2 separate regions of the Gadus morhua genome follow, and region 1 is linked to region 2. Evidence: chromatin contacts called from public Hi-C data. All regions are on one chromosome and are shown on one strand. Each heading gives the region's core, a stretch centred on a gene start, on an enhancer-like site or on the middle of the called end of the contact. The rest is flanking DNA. Distances are from core to core; before and after follow the strand shown.

Evidence for each region. Hi-C and Micro-C count contacts between places; a contact is called where the count stands out from the background.
Region 1: a contact with region 2 is called in a Hi-C map of gonad, with 6 times the contacts expected there. The contact joins the promoter of samd12 here to the promoter of sdc2 in region 2. A contact is called at or near these places in 2 of 6 Hi-C or Micro-C datasets (gonad and heart).

Annotation. Positions count from the first base shown.
Region 1 is chr22:4,587,358-4,590,057 of gadMor3.0, reverse strand. samd12 (sterile alpha motif domain containing 12) reads right to left here and starts at 1,321. Exons shown (of 5, transcript XM_030347704.1): 1 at 961-1,321. The coding sequence starts at 973.
Region 2 is chr22:4,392,856-4,395,555 of gadMor3.0, reverse strand. sdc2 (syndecan 2) reads right to left here and starts at 1,448. Exons shown (of 5, transcript XM_030347429.1): 1 at 1,001-1,448. The coding sequence starts at 1,060.

The DNA.
Region 1 (2,700 bases), core at 72-2,571, 190 kb before region 2:
GCGACACCTGGATTCATCCTGCTGGGAAAAGGTTTGTCGCATCTCGAAAGGACTGGGCTCACAATCCCTCAGTTAACACACACACACACACACACACACACACACACACACACACACACACACACACACACACACACACACACACACACACACACACACACACACACCCTACCTCGCATGGGGTCCCGAGTCCCAGAGATCCCTCCGCTGAGAGGAGGGGACTGACCGAGCATCGAGCCGATAATCTCACTGCTGGACGGACCGACAGAACAGAAAGAACGAACAGAACACAGAGCGGGAGAAGACCCTAGAGAGGAGGCGCTCTGGTCCAGCGGGAGCGAGCGCCTCGCTCGACTGTCGACGCGTCGCTCAGCCGCCAACACGCGCAGCGATCAACACGCGTAGGGACCAACACGCGTAGGGACCAACACACTAGAGACCATCACACGCGAATACAGGGACACCCCTCCAGCGGATCAATTTGTTCTCAAAACGCACCTGAGAAGCGCCAAAACACGACTGGTGTCTAGAAGACAATGCAGATGTGTGCGTGTGTGTGTGTGTGTGTGTGTGTGTATTCCACACAAAATAAGATCAGTGTGATCTTACTGTGCGCACGTTTGCGTGTGTGGACGCAGCCATCCAAGAACAGGTGGACACACACACACGCACACGCACACACACACGCACACACGCAAAAGTCAATTACAGGCTAAATGACAAACGTTAAGCAGTCGGTCGCGACAGTAAATCGGTGAGGATCTATGAGCTGCGTTAATGGTTCTCTATACCCGGGAATCACAAAGCTACAGCCCACCTGCCATGGAATCACGGAACACAATCATTACTTGCTGTTTAAAAAGGGTAACCGATGTCACGGATCTCTCTCACGCACACACACGCACACACACCGCACACAGGTTGCATCCCACCCGGTAGGAAATGATTAGCCGGTCTTACCGTGGACCGCCATGGCTGCTACTCCGCGGGTCGGGGCATCCTGAGGTGTGGAGGAGGCAGGAGGCAGAGCAGGAGGTACGGACTGTCTCGTGCTCAACGTGTCTTACCGTCACGCGGTTGCTGGCAGACTGGAGCCAAACACCGCGGCTGCTGCCGCCGCGCGAGGAACCCTGGGGTTTGTAGGCTCTCGGAAGAGTCGTCTGTTCACGGCATACTTCGGTTTCGTTGTTTGTGATTGCAGGGAGAAGGTTTGTTTCTTTCTTCTTTCTCTTTTGTCGACCGCTCTGAATGTCCTCGCTTTGTAGTTTGTGTGTGTGGAGTATGGGTTGTGGTGCATTCAAGTAGGTATGTGTGCATGTTTGCGCGCGCGCGCGTGTGTGTGTGTGTGTGTGTGTGTGTGTGTGTGTGTGTGTGTGTGTGTGTGTGTGTGTGTGTGTGTGTGTGTGTGGATCAAATATGTTTGGATTGTGGTGCACTCAATTGTTATTGTGTGTGTGCGCGCGCGTGTGGGTGTAGTGTAGCGTGACAGGGAGAGGTGTGGTAGGCATGCTGGTCTGTTTGGACAGGTGACCTCATAGCACTGGAGGTGGGTTCAGCCCAGCCTGTCGCTCAGTCCGGTCCCGGAGGGTTTTGTGACGTACGGGTTGTGATGTTTTGTTGCCGCTTTCAAAACGGTCAGAGTTTCCGGGAGGTTCGGATCCTAACCTCGGAGGAAAGTGAGCTATGAACACTCTGTTGAGTCTGAGTTTTTGCTCTGAGTTTCGTGTGGAAGTAAAGCTACCCGAGTCCTCCGAGATCACGTCACAACAATGGCTGCCCATTTTATTTATAGACTAAAGTGAACTTTCAGCACTTTTCAAACACTAAGAGGCGAACTTAACACCCATTCTAACATTTGCATTGAGATACATTATATCAAACAATTATAAACATCACCTGATAAAATCTCGCTCATGTTCAACCATAGCAAGCAGTTCTAATAACTGATTCATCTGATTCAGCAAAGAAGCACAAAGAGGACACACTCAAAAGTCAATTACAGGCCAAATGACAAACGTTAAGCAGTCGGTCGCGACAGTAAATCGGTGAGGATCTATGAGCTGCGTTATTGGTTCTCTAAACGGGAATCACAAAGCTACAGCAATGGATAGTCTCACAAACAATCAATTTTTCCGGTTTTATGTCACAGCCTACGAACATTTCCTGAACACTCTTGGAAAAAGGGAAGATTTTCGTAATGACAAGTAAGAGCTTCCGAACTTCCGAGCTACTTTAAAGGCGCCATCAGTCCGGCCCCGGATGGTTTTGTGACGTCGCAACAGGATGGTTGTGTTTTGTGAAATCACAACAGGGTCGTGAGGTCGTGTGACGTCACAACAGCTTTGGGGCGCTTTGTGACATCACGACAACAGATGTTTCGTGAAATCCCGATGACATCAGTGTTGTTTGTCACCAAACTAACGTCGCAGGGCTCTGGAGACACCACGGTAATGATGACGCAGGGTTTTGTGACATCACGGTACCGATATTAGCGAGGCGAAATCTCAGGCAGCGGGAGAGCCAGTACGGCGAGGAGATTCTACGATCCATCACAGTACATAAATATGACTAACTATAAATAAACATAAAGTACAATGAGCTGTGAGAGAGCGGCAGCTACAGGTGAGGGCCTACATCTGTTCTCTGAGCACCCCAGGGTGCCAGCACGCACAACACCTGGACCAGCGAATCTCCCCCACA
Region 2 (2,700 bases), core at 199-2,698:
CAGTGAGTCGACGTGACCACATTTACAAAGCCATGAGGCTACGGTTCTGTCGCTTTACAGACGAGTTCGGGAATCGGGAGGGCAATTTGGGGGAGATCGCAGGGAGTAATTGGTCAAGGCGTATGGCCTCAGATGGACGCCCAGAGGGTCAAACGGCACTAATTAGGCAAGCGAGTGGGCACACAGATTGGATGGGGGGGGGGGGGGGGGGTAGTGCGGCAAGCGACCTACCCGAGTGCCAATCCACAGAGAGATGATGAGTGTGTGTTCCGAGGGCCGCTGGAAGAATGGTGGCGACGGCCCGCAGATTAAAGAGACACCATCTGACGGGCCTCCCCGCGCAGGGCGTCGGGACAAACACACAGCCAATTAGGGCCGCGCTCCAATTAAGAGGCCACTGTGTGTGTGTGTGTGTGTGTGTGTGTGTGTGTGTGTGTGTGTGTGTGTGTGTGTGTGTGTGTGTGTGTGTGTGTGTGTGTGTGTGTGTGTGTGTGTGTGTGTGTGTGTGTGTGTGTGTGTCCACCACTGGAATCGCCCCGGACTTCATTTCATTCAACTATAGGTTCATAGTTTCAGAGGAGCTTGCCACGTACTCGTGGTCCGAATGTACTTAGGAGGGAATGTGGGATCGCTTCAATCATACAAGTCCACTTCTCTCCAAGGAAAACCCTCTTTCCACGCTCGGATAATCAATTCAACGCAAACGGTAGAACACTGAAAACACAATAAAACTGTAGCATAACTGACTAATATCAACTGACATGTTCCTCCCACATAACGGATAAGACAAGCCTTACAATAGAAACGCCAAAATGCAATGGTTTCCCAAAGCGGACCACTGGACCCAGCAGGGACCTACCGGTGTTTCCGCCAACCCACGGTGCCCACCCCGCCGCCCCGGGCTCCAGCCCACCCCGCCACCCCGGGCTGCTGCCCACCCCGCCGCCCCGGGTTGCTGCCCACCCGGCTCACAGCTCCACATCCCCGGACTCAAACTTACCCGCTGCGCGGAGAGGAAGACCGCCGACGCGAGGGTCAAAAGTATCCAAGTGTTCCTCATGTTCTTCAACGGTTTAAAAACGGACACAAAAACAAAAACTGTTCCTCCGGGTCCTCACTCGGTTCCTCCCTCGGTTCTCTCGACTCTGTCCCCCCGGTTTCTAGCGTGCGCCTCCCGATCCCAACTCCTGCGCGTTCCTCAGGAGTTAAATCCCAACGGATACGTGTTGCCTTCTCTTATTCCAATCCCCCCAGCAAATGTGCACCGTCTAGAGAGCCGAGGTCCGCTTGCAGACGTCGTGTTCTGGGATATCTCCACGTCTCGGCTGGATGTACTGGTAGAAACACACGACGGGTCCGGTGCATTCGGTCTACTCCTCCATATCACACGCTGCACAACGGGACTGCGACTTAACGGCGTTAACTCTGCACGGTGTGAGAGAGGGAGGGCGAGAGAGAGAGAGAGAGAGAGAGAGAGAGAGAGAGAGAGAGAGAGAGAGAGAGAGAGAGAGAGAGAGAGAGAGAGAGAGAGAGAGAGAGAGAGAGAGAGAGAGAGAGAGAGAGAGAGAGAGAGAGAGAGAGAGAGAGAGAGAGAGAGAGAGAGAGAGAGAGAGAGAGAGAGAGAGAGAGAGAGAGAGAGAGAGAGAGAGAGAGAGAGAGAGAGAGAGACCACATGGTCTAATTAAAAGACTGCAATAGGGACATTAATGTAGTTCAAAACTTAATGCAACGGTGCCTTGTATAATATCGTCTATTCCTTATATTGATAATAAAAGCTTTCTTTCAAAAATCAATGCAAATATGATAGCCAATTGTAATAATTAAGACCATGTGTTTCGTATTCAAACATTAGATTTTTAACAACAAACTTAATATAGGTTATTAACGACAAATAAGATATTTCATACAAATCAATTCAAATCACTTAAATTTGATCAGTTGTCACGCCCAGTGATTGACGAGATCTTCCGTGGACGATGTCTCCCTCTACTGTCGAGAATTGGAAGTACAGCAGCAATTTCAAGAAAGCTAATTAAACATCCATGACGTGTAGCTACGGTTGGTTTTCCTCCTAAAAGTATTTATTGAATTGTACTGATAACACGATCCTGGATATAATCAGTTACATTTTGGTTCTACACATGTATTTAGTTTATTCTTAAATATCTTTTTCTTGAAACATGATCGTGATGAATTATCAAAAATCAGCTTAAACTAGCCAGCATTACCTAGCCTTTTCTTTCAATTAAAGTGTCAGCCTTGGACGCTGATTCGTTCTCTTTCACAGTAAAGTCAACACTGTTTTACTATCATCAGTTCAACTCTGCTGTACAAGGTTATTATTAAGTAAAAGTCACTGGCATTGCCGATTTGGAAATGAAATACAGTGTATAATACACATTCTTTTCTCACATTACAAATGGTATTGGGGCGATGTAATCATAATACAATTGCTTGTGTTTATATAGGCCTACTTTGGGTGGGCTGATTATAGCCTACTTTGTTTTTCTTTTCATAATTTGAAATATGTTTTTGCAATTCAACCCTACTTACTATAATACATTTCCACCTTGATTTTGACTTCTACAGTTGAAGTGGATGCATTAGGGTATCATCCAGTTATTCCCTGAAACGTTTGTTTGTGTAACAATTTCCCTTTAAAACAAACAAAAGCCCACAGGACCACTAATAACGTCGTGC